3 separate regions of the Mus musculus genome follow, and regions 2 and 3 are each linked to region 1. A link is a contact called in public promoter capture Hi-C data. All regions are on one chromosome and are shown on one strand. Each heading gives the region's core, a stretch centred on a gene start, on an enhancer-like site or on the middle of the called end of the contact. The rest is flanking DNA. Distances are from core to core; before and after follow the strand shown.

What was found. Promoter capture Hi-C pulls out the DNA fragments that hold promoters and counts their contacts.
Region 2: a promoter capture Hi-C map of hippocampal neurons shows a contact between it and region 1, with 3 times the contacts expected there. The contact joins the promoter of Dnajc11 here to the promoter of Rere in region 1. A contact is called at or near these places in 2 of 39 promoter capture datasets (cranial neural crest and hippocampal neurons).
Region 3: a promoter capture Hi-C map of pre-B cells shows a contact between it and region 1, with 2.7 times the contacts expected there. The contact joins the promoter of Thap3 here to the promoter of Rere in region 1.

The regions. Positions count from the first base shown.
Region 1 is chr4:150,280,239-150,283,817 of GRCm38.p6, forward strand. It overlaps Rere (arginine glutamic acid dipeptide (RE) repeats), which reads left to right and starts at 1,678. Exons shown (of 23, transcript NM_001085492.1): 1 at 1,678-1,837.
Region 2 is chr4:151,931,486-151,935,455 of GRCm38.p6, forward strand. It overlaps Dnajc11 (DnaJ heat shock protein family (Hsp40) member C11), which reads left to right and starts at 2,235. Exons shown (of 16, transcript NM_172704.3): 1 at 2,235-2,339. The coding sequence starts at 2,268.
Region 3 is chr4:151,986,611-151,990,370 of GRCm38.p6, forward strand. It overlaps Thap3 (THAP domain containing, apoptosis associated protein 3), which reads right to left and starts at 2,376. Exons shown (of 4, transcript NM_175152.4): 1 at 2,273-2,376. The coding sequence starts at 2,346. Phf13 (PHD finger protein 13) reads right to left here. Exons shown (of 4, transcript NM_172705.2): 4 at 3,021-3,760.

The DNA.
Region 1 (3,579 bases), core at 428-2,927:
CATTTCAAAAACTGGTAATTATAATTAAAATTCCAAACCCCACGATCCTATAAATTATATTAAGTAGAATGGGAGCATTGGCTTGCCCTGGCTCAGGCTTATAGTATGTGGTACACATGGTGATAATGTCTTTGAGCATAGTGGGAATATAGTAATATTTTTTAAAGGTGATACTTGGATTTTCCTTTCCTTTTTTGTTGGCATTTTTAAGACAGAGTTTCCAAATGTAGCTCTGACTGGCCTGCAACTCACACTGTAGACCAGGTGGGCCTTAACCTTTAATTAAGATCTTCTTGCCTCTGGCTCTCTAGTGTTAAGATAACAGGTAAGAGCCACCAGGCCTTGGTGAAACTAGTCTACGCCTCCCCTCCCCCAACAGGGCACAGCTACTGCTCTCTTTAAAAGACTCTCCGTCGTAATGGTCTGTTCTTTATTACTATTTTTTTTTAAAGTCATATGTGTGTGTGTGTGTGTGTAGGTTTGTGCACATGGAGGCTAGAGGAGTGTTGGATTTCTCAGAGCTGTAGTTACAGGCAGCTTTAGCAGCCTGATGTGGGTGCTGGTAACCGAAGTGGGGTCTTCTGCAAAGAGCAGTTGAGCCCTGTTCTTTATTACTTAATGAGGCCTTTTATTATTCTCATCAATAAGCAGCACAATTCACCAATTCACATTTTCTTTTCTTTTTTTTTTTTCACTTCAGTTTCGGTCAAACATTATTTTTAAAACATTATGAACTACCCATCAGAACAAATAACTTCGAATCCACTCTGTAGCTCCCCTTGAACCTCAAGGAATAGGAATCTGTCTCTTAAATGAAATAAGCAATTATGGCTCTGGTAATAATAAGAGCAAGGGGACAGTCGCCAAGCCCACCCCTAAGACCGACCCGCTTGAGGTAGACCATCCCGAGGGTCAGTACAGGGCTGGCCGCTGGGAGCTCTGCCTGTGGCCGAGCAGGGCGGACCAAGCACAAAGCCGCGCCTGGGGCGGGGAGCCCATCTCCCAGGTTCCGGCCGCCGCCCGGAGCGTGCACTAAGGGCTCGGCCGCGCCGCCACCAAAGCCTGGCCTCTCCCCTTGCCTTGCCTTCTGCTCATTTTATTAAAAAGGAAGAAAAAAAAAAAAAAAGAGAGAGAGAAGAAAAAAAAGGAGGAAAAAAAGAAAAAAAAAAAAAAAAAAGAAAATGGAAGAGCGAGCTGGAGCAAACATCCCGCCCCCAGGCCCGCCTTCCGCCTCCTATTGGCCCGTCCTCTACTGACGTCACGAAGAGACAGACCAATGGTGATGGTCGATACTGCGAGGTGGGCCGGGCCCGAGCGCGGAGTGGGCGGCGGGTCGGCGCAGCAGCCCCGCGGCTCCGCCACCATCGCGGAGGTGCCGCTGCTCCCACAGACGCTCGCGAGCCGCCCCCCGCGCTCCGCAGCCTCTCGCCCCGCCGGGCCTCGGTCCCCGCCTCCTTCCCCGCGCCTCGTCCCCTCACGCGCTCCCCACCTTGTTTCCGCCTCATTTTCTCTCCTAGTTGAGGGGTAGGAAAAAAAAAAAAAAACCCTACCATCCTCCGGTGGGAGCCACTCGCCCTCTGGGAAAAAAAAATCCACAAAACCAGACATGGTCCTGGGCTCCCACTGCTGAAGGCTTGGCCCACCCGAGGAGGTCGAAGTCCCGGCAGGGAAGCCCCGCAGCCCCCCGGTGTCGCATCCCCGCGGGCCGGCCCCTTCGGCCCCGCGCCCACCGCCCTCGGTCCGCCGCCGGCCCCCGCGGCCTCCCTCCCGGTCCCTGCACTTTCCCCGGAGCCCGGCCGCCACCCCTCTCATTGATGGTGTAGCGCCCGAGGGGAAGGTAAGTGTCCAAGTTGTCAGCGCCGCGCCGCGGGCGCCCCTCCTCGGCCCCTCTTTCTGGGGTCGGAGTGCTCTGGGTGGGCGGTGGGGCTCGGCCGGGAAAGCCGAGGCGGAATGCGAAGGGTGAGAGTGGAGGCGAGCCCTCGGGGAACCATGGGCCGGACGCTGCCTTTGGTCCTGTGCGAGCCAGGTGACTGTACTACGTGCTTCTTGACCCCTGCTCTCTCTTGGCTTCTTAGGCACGCTCTGGAACTAGTCTGAGGTTAAACTGTTACACGCCACTAGCTGAGCAGCTCAACTGTGAGAGGGAAGGACCCGAAGCTGTGCATTTCTTGGATATTTGTGAATGTGGGGGTCTGGGAACGGACTCATTAAAGTCTCATTTCACATTAGGAGGAAGACTCCTCCTTTGTGTCTCTCTTCTCAGGCTCTGTGATTCCAAAATTAGGGAACCAAATACCACTTGGAGCGGCGTAGAATTCTGTCATGATTTTAAGTTCTGCTGTCTGAAGGAGGGTGCCTTCTTTCTTTCTTTATATTTTTTTAGGGTTATGGGAAGAAGGTAGTTTTACATCGAATGGGGTGTGTGTTGTGTTGAGGGAGTATTGCAGGTTTCCTTTGAAACTGTTCGCTTGAGAAGTTGTTGAAATGAAAATAAAATGATTCATTGTTGAATAGTCATTATCCTCTGTCTCTTTTCCAAGGTTTGCTTACTTTTTTTTTTTTTTTTGATTACAGACTTCAAACATTGATTTCAGCAGAATGTGCCCTTGAGAAACTGGGTGCTTTAAATGTTTCAGTATGTGCTGCTATTTTAAGGTGGCTCTGAAAAAGTAGTTTTGTATGAATCTTGAAATAGCCTTCTGCAAAGCAATTCTTAAGACTAAACAAAACAAAACAGATTAACTAGTGAGTGTGAGCTTGGTGGATTACAAAACAGACATTTAGTGCAGCTCAAATGAATAATACATCCTAGGTTAGATTTCAAATAGCTTTTATAATTGCTTTCCATTTAAAGAGAGACCTTTTTGTCTGGTGTACACTGGTTTCTTTAGTCTCAGTCTGATGGGGGAGGGGAGGGAGAGGATTATCTATACAATAATAAAATCATCTTTGGCGAGATATTTCCTTCCATGGATTTGCTTGCTGAGTTAATTCCACTCTAAATTGCAAACCGTTTTTGATTTTGATGGCCTAGTCTGGGTGAAAGCCTGCCTTCCAGTTTTCTCTGTTGTTGAGGTCGAAGGGAAGAGGCAGAGGCAGAAGCAGACACACACAGAGACACAGACACACCACACACACACACACACACACACACACACAACCAGGCAGAGGGCTCATTGTTCTTCCATACAGATATCCATTCTCTCTCTCCCATATTTGGGGCTAGGTTTGCACAGACAAACACGGCTCTTTTGGGGAGGGATGAGAGGAGATGGGGGATGGGAAGGTGCTTTTCTTGTTCAGTTTTCTTTCACCCATTTCACATCTGCCTTTTTTTTTTTTTTTGCAACCTTGCAAGGCAGATGAGTACATGGGACACTAAAGGACACTGTGGAACGCTTTCAGAAGACTCCTGTTTCCCTCCCTGCCTTTGCAGCCCTGCTTTCTGCTGCTTGCTCTTTTCCATCTGTGTAAAGATCAACTCTGTCATGGTGGTCTTGCACTCTCTGCTTTCCATTCCTTGAGACCCCTGGCTCTGTTAGGGGCAGATTTGTTCACTTGATTTTTATTTTGCTGAGT
Region 2 (3,970 bases), core at 985-3,484, 1.7 Mb after region 1:
CGCACAAAATATCGTGGGCCCGAGAGAGGCCGGGCCCAGAGCATCCCTGAGTTGTTATTTATTTTGTCTGAGTGGTGATAAAAACCAGGCCATTCTCAATCACAGAAACACAGACCTGGGCGTCGGGAAACACGCCTCATGTTCCACTTACGTAACATCTACCAGCTGTGTTTCCTTTCCCAAGCAAAGGAGGTACTGCAAGGATTTCTCTGCCCAAGTGAGCACTGCAGGCCAGTTAATATCTACAAACCTAAGGAAAATTGAGACATCTCAACACTGTAGACACACACACACACACACACACACACACAGAGAGAGAGAGAGAGAGAGAGAGAGAGAGAGAGAGAGCCGCACCCCTTGCACGCGCATGAAATTTCAAAAACCAGAAAATGTCAGCAGGTAGTTTAGCCCTAACCACAGCTCTGCGAAGGAAGGGAGAGAAGAAAAGTCTATAAACCTGCAGGAGGAGAGCTGACGGGGCATGGCTGTGGATGCCGTCGTGTAGGGAGGCCTACCATGCTTTAACAAAATAATAAAAAGCTGCTAATTTACAACCTGGGTCAACAGCCTACTGCAGGCTGACTCCACACACCTAGATGTCTCCCGCCAAAAGATCCTAAGAGGAGTGAGCACCTTGGAAGGGACGTGACACAGGCCCAGATGGCGCACATCTGGCCAAGAATTAGGATGAGAAAGAAATCAACCTCTCCTATCTGCAGACAGGTGTCGGGGTCTCCCAGGATACCAGCTTATGACGGGCAAGCGGATGGCTGTGTGGAGGAACAACAAGGACCCCTGAGAAAAGACTCAGGTCATGTGAACCAACAGGTGGAGGGGCCTACGCTGCTGCCCACCACTTGATAACATAATTTCAAAGACACTTAAAATATTTAGATTATTGTAACCAAGACGTTTTTAATAAGGCACCAAACAGCAGGCACCAGGTTGAAATCAATTAGACTCCACTGCTAAATTATACAGGAGAAATTTCCAGCAGAATGGCTCTGAGGTAGGAACCACAGGTATATATGCACGCCAGACGCAATTAAGAACCAAATGGATATTGCCTCCTCATTTATGCGGCAGGGAAAAAAAAAAAAAAAAAAAAGGCCAGGTGCTCCTACATTCAGGGCAATGGTTAAGAAAAGACAAAACATGACAGAAACAGAAGATAAGGCAGCCTCTGTGGACCACAAAGGGTGTAGGTAACCACTTTGAAGGTTTCCTGAGCACACATAAGTCAGCAAGTGGGTCCACCAGCGGCTTCCCTTGTGGGTGGGCCCCGGGAGAGATGCGTGCCTGGGCTCAGGGTGGCTTTACAACAGACTCCAAAACAGGGGAAGGAGCTCAGCCATCCCGGGTTCGCCGCCACCCAGAACCTGGGCCATAAGGGTCTTATGAGTGTGGTGCGGCCCTGTTGAATACTAACCCTGCCCATACAGATACACACACACCACATAACCCCATCACTTTCACAGCCGTAAACACACACACAATATGTCCACTCACACCCACACCCCCACTCACACACATACACTGACCCACACTTGAACACACATTTATAAACACACATCCACAACCCCACACATACACCACAACCCCACTCACACCCCCACCACACTCTCACAAACCCCATACGTGCTCATACACACACACACACACACACACATATCCCACACTCTCACACATCCCACACTCTCATACACACACACCACACCCCCACTTAAACACACGGGACACCCCCACTCATACACCCCACCCCACTCATACCCTCATCACACTCTCACAAACCCCACACACGCTTACACACACACACACACACACACACACACTTACACACAACACTCTCACGTACACCTTACACCCTCATACACACATCCCATGCATCCACTCATACACAAACACCACACACTCGTACACACACACATGCTTGTGTACACACCCACACATGCTGGTACACACATACACAGGTTTCACACACACACACACACACACACACACACAGACTGCACACACACACACACACACACACACACACACACACACACACACACACACACGAGAGGCTGGTATACATATACACCTCCCAGCTTCCGGCCTCGGCCGCGCGGGGGCGCAGTGCGCAGGCGCGTCCCAAGGGCTGCTGTGCGGCTCCGGGCCGCCAGGGGCCGCTGTGACGTGGGCGGGAGGCGCGCGGGAAGCGCTACGCAGCGCCGGACCCTCTTAACCACGGCCTCGCCGGTTTGGCGGGGTGAAAGGTTGCGAAGATGGCGACGGCCTTGAGCGAGGAGGAGCTGGACAATGAAGACTATTACTCACTGCTGAACGTGCGCAGGGAGGTGAGGCCCGCGGCGTGGCGTCGGCGAGGCTGAGGCCCGGCTCGGTGGTTCTGGACGGTCGGACGGGCGGCTCTGGCCCCGCAGCCGCCCCGGCAAGGCCACGGCCCGGCCCGGAGGCCGCGTGACCCCGCCGCCGTGTGCGCCTGCCAGCCGTCGAGCTGCCCGCACCGCCGCGACCCTCGCGCCCCGGCGCGGGTCCAGCGTCTGCCTGGCGCTCCGCGACCCGTGCATGGCGTGCACCGTGCCCAGGCCTGGCCCGGACCCGGACCCACGTACTTGCCGGAAGGGGGACGAGGACCCCGGGGCAGCCGCTGCAGTGGGGAACCAGGTCCCACGCTTCCCCTACATACTCCTACCCTAGGCTAGAGGGTAGGGTCATCAGCCTGAGCCAGGAGCTGGGCGATCGCAGCCCTGGACAGCAAGGTCAAGGCCACAGGGAGCCTCTCCAGGGTTCGGTCGGACCCTCAATCGCTGGTGCTTCCGAAGCAGAGGCTACCCTCCCAGGCTGGCGTTCGTGTCCTCCTCCGATCCCTTGAGCCTTTGCCCAGAAATCAGAGAGCAAGACCTCTCCAGCCTCGACTCGGGGGCCGTGGATGAGCAAGAAGTGCTAGGCCAGAGACGCACCGGCGCTCTGACCGCACTTCAGCATCCAGTGCTTGCCAGTGGATTCACGCGGTCTCCTCGAGAATAAAAAGTCACCCTTGAGGTCCGCACTGTCTGGCACGTGTATACCTCGCATACGTTCTTGTTCTCTATGGCTAGTCCGCACTTGAGCTCCGTCAGAGAAGGGTTCCCGGAAAGGCTTCCAAGGTCAGGTCACGAAAGGCATTCGAGAGGTCTGTGGCTGCTGGGTCCAAGTTGTCAGTCCTTCCACACAAGTCCCAATCCTGTCTTTTAGGGTTTCTGGTAAAGATCAAAAGTAAGGGAATTGTGCTAGCCTCAGCAAAGCTAACCCAGTTGCCAGTAAAAGTTGGTCTGTGTGCTAATAACCAATATCTTTCTGAGTGTTTTCTGCACAGCCACCTGCTGAAAGAACTGACTCAGTGTCTCTTTAAATTGTGATAGGCGCTCTCATAACAATCCAGTATGAATGAGTATATATGTATGTATACATATATATGTGTGTGTGTGTACATACATATGTGTGTATATATGTATGTATACATATATACATGTGTATATATATATTCAATCCAGTAATTATAATCGAGGGAACAAACAGGTGCAATTCGTCCCTGGGCAGTCTAACTCCAGAAACCCAGCTCTTGAACTCTACTGCCTCAGTTTACCATTCCACATACAGCAAAGCTCTTTGTCTCTATACTGTGCCCTGTATCAGCCACTGCTTACCACAGAAACTCCTCCAGGAAACGTTTCCTGGACTTCCAGGTTAGCAGTTGAATGAAACTGTAGGTTTTCCCCTGAGTTGTTTTGTTTTTGTTTGTTTTTTTTCTGCCACAGGGCCTGACACAGTGTAGTGCTGGCAAGAACTCACTGTGTAGACCAGGCTAGCCTTGAACTCGCAGCGATCTGGCTGCCTCTGCCACTCAAATGCTAGGAATAAAGGCCAGAGGCACAAGGCCCAGACATTTCCTGGTTCTTGAAGAAGCAGAGTGGTAAAAGGAACCGAC
Region 3 (3,760 bases), core at 1,126-3,625, 1.7 Mb after region 1:
CGAGGTTTGCTCGAGGATGATGAGAGAAGAGAAGGGAAGGAGCTCCATGGTTCCAGGTCCCTGAGGAGGAAGGGAGGGGGAGGAGGAGGAAGAGGAGGAGGAGGAGGAGAAGGACAGGAGAGTCCTCGGAGGTCCAGGCCTGGGTGAACACAAGTTTGATGCGTTAGGTGTCAAGTTCAAGGTGCTCTTCAGACTGGCAGAGCTCAGAGTGGCAGATGGGCACCTATGCCCGGGGATGTCCCTACAGAGCCTGCCAGCCTCGGCGATCTCAGCACTAGGGAGAAGCCCTGAACGGCTCCATCTTGAGCATGCCAGCACTCAGTGTAGGAAGTAGAGAGGACTCTGGGATGGAGACTGACGGGGGAGATGTGGGACAAAGGTCAGGATGCGCCCAGGGAGTGGGAAGAGAACTGCCTAGTCAAAAGCTATTGAGAGTTCTTTTAAGACAAAGCCGGATAGATGACACAGACCTATAAGCAAGACCTGGGTGGGGCACAGTGGTGGATACCTGGAAGGGTCCAGTTCATAAGCCAGCCTGGGCTACACAAGACCAGCCCTCTCGAATTAACAGAAGCAACACTAGCCTGAAGCAAGGATAGAGTCAGAAGGCAGACGGGAGGGCACAGGAGAGATGTCAAAGCACGGGGTACACACAGATCTAAACTGTCCTCAGGAAGCCTACCAGGACATGTGGTGATTGTGCCATAAACACTTAAGTGGTGGCACACGCCTTTAATCTCAACACTCTGGAGGCAGAGGCTGGCAGATCTCTGTGAGTTCAAGGTCAGCCTGGTCTACACAGAGAAATCCTATCTTGAAAAACAAAACAAAAAAGTTTAAAAATTCGGAGGTGTGGCCAGGCGTGGTGGCTCATGCCTTTAATCCCAGTACTCAGAAGGCAAAGGCAGGTGGATTTCTGAGTTCGAGGCCAGCCTGGTCTACAGAGTGAGTTCCAGGACAGCCAGGGCTACACAGAGAAACCCTGTCTCGAAAAAACAAAACCAAAAAAAAAGTCAAGGTGTGTAGAGCACCTGCCTACCCACTACTCTGGAAGGCCTGAGCTCCATCTCCAACACAAAGTAAAATATAAAAGTCTCCCAGACAGGATGCCAGCATGCATTAAGGGAGGGGGTGTTTTTTTTTTTTTTTTTTTTTTTTGAGTGTTCAAAGCCAGTTTTGGGTACATAGCTCTATTCACTGACTTCAGTCAGAACTACAGAAAAGGGCCTGGTCTCAATGGAGGAGGTGGCTATTAAAATAGATAAGACACCTGGCAAAATCCCTGTGGCCCCACAAAACAGGAAAGAAACTGTCCTCTGACCATCCATCCCATGGGAGACATGGCAAGAGGGTGGAGGATTCTTCTACACACAAATGAATTTAACTTAAAAACAAAGAATGAGAGCGGGCAGAGGTGAGTGTTCCCCCGAGTTTCTGGCAACTCAGATACCTGATAACTACCCATGCAGCCACCCGGAGGCCCTTCCATGCAGAGCACACATCCTGGCTCGTGGTCAATGGAATACTATGCAGAATAGTGCTTGTGGGGCAAGGATGACTCTCGCAGGGCCCGGAAGGAAGAGAGAGAGAGATTCCATTTCTTAAGGTTCAAACCTCGCCACAGCCACGCAGCCCACATGCAAGCTATCCCTGTGGGCTGGTGGGAGAAAAGACTGTAAGTGGATGCCAGCGGAGACGTCTGTGGGCTGCCAACTGATGTGTGTATTTTTCTATGGTTGCTACTCTTCAGCAGAAACATTCAAAGTGTACAGGGTGCGGGCTGCCAGGAACTGAGCCCTGAAGGCACAGACATCGCTCGAAGCCGGAGCAGTTGAAGGGTGCTTCCCTAGAAAGGGCTCAGCACGAGTCTTGCTGGGGAAAAGGGGTCCCAGGGCTGCAGAACCGGGGATCTCCCACCTTCCCACAGCCGAAATCCCTGCCATGAGGCCCGGCCATCCTGGGAGCACTCATTCCTCCAGGCCTCCCGCGAGGTGACGCAGGCGCAAGGGGCCAGAGCAGGGACACGGCCAGGTGCCACTCACGCCCATCTAGTTTGCACTGAGCACCTACTGCTTCCAGGCGAGGAGGGGGCGGCGGGGTCAGGCTGTGAGGCCGCGCGCAGGAGCATCGCCCGCGCCCGGCCCGGCCCCTCTACGCAGTCCCGGTCCACCTCGCCTGCAAACCCTGGCCTGGGCCTCCCGGAGCTCCCGCCCAGTGCACCGAGACCCGCGAGCGTTCCGTAGGGTCGGGTCCCGGCTTCCCCATCCCTCACCGGTGGAAGGTGAGCTGCTTCCTGCGGCTGCTGTAGCGGTTGCAGCATTGCCGGGCCGCGCAAGACTTCGGCATCTCGGAGATGGGCCCACTGCCCCTAAAAAAGATGGCGGCTCGGCGGCCTCGGGGGGCGGAGCCTGAGGGGCGGGGTCCGCAGGCTCGGGGCGCCAGAGCAGGACTTGCTCTGCTCCCTAAAGAAGTTAGAGCTGAGGAATACCTCCTACAACTTGTGCCCAAGTAAACAACTTTGGAAACCTGGACTAAAAAAGCGTCGACTCCTAACTCAGCTAAGTTTCTGGCTTGCAGGGCTGGGTTTGTCCGTTACAGACAGGTACAGAGCCTGCCTGGCCTTGAACTCACACTTCATTCATCTCAGCTTCAGACAAGGTTTGGATCCCAAGGGAGGTACCCAGCTGGTCACTATACAGACAGAAGATGCCTAGCACTGGACTCACCTCACCAGTCCGAACTTCAAAGGGCCCTAATGGCTGTGGCTTTGAAAGCTCAGACAAGTGCGGGGTAGAGGGTAGGGGTGGCCGGCACACCTGAACAGACAAGTGTGACAGGAATTGAGGGAAAGGGAAGCCTTTCAAAAGTGCACACTGGGTTTGAGAGCTAACTGGATAAGTGGAGCAGGGGTCATGGTCCCTTTTCATCATCAGTTCAGCTCTGCCAGATCCGCCATCTGACAAGCAACTGGGGAGACCCACAGCCTTTTTCAGCACAGGACACCTAAGGAGGCACAGACCTCAAAGTAGCAATATCTTTATTTACAAAATATACAGTTTCACAGAAACAGCTTGCTTTATACACATAAACTTTATAATTACACAGAACATGTAAACGATGTTGTGTCTGGCCTGGCCAAAGCCCACGGGAAGGGTCTACTTGGGGCTGACCCTTCCCTCCCAGCATTAGCCATCAACCAGGAGCCCAGAGAGGCTCACGCCCAGTTTGCATAAACAAGCTGATTGCAGCTGCCCAGCTCAACCTACCCCCAAACCAAGGTGTCCAAATTCTGACACCACCCACAGGGAAAGATCCCCTTAAAAACAAAGCAAGCAAACACAAACAGATGTCAAATGTATTCCAGAGGCATTGATCTCTGAGCACATGTAATAATGGCCAGCTCCACTGTTCCACAACAAAACCACACATATTCTTAAATGCACTTAAAAAGAAAAAAAAACTACTGCAACTTTGGTTATTCTCAGGGTGAAGACACTGGACAACAACTGTCATGGGGCAGGTCTTTGGCAAATTCCTCTAACTTGTCCTGGGTATTTGTCCCATCAGAGCCACACAATAGCCTGGGGGCAAGACTGTTTCTATCACAGCTTCTCTTTAGAAGAGCTCTCCCCTTGAGGTCTGCACAATCTACAGAGCTCAGCAGTACTTCTACTTTAATATGAGCAACAGGATTTAAAAAAAGAAAGAAAGTTAAACTGGGTGAGTGAGAAAGATGCTATTATTTTTTTTTTTAAAAAAA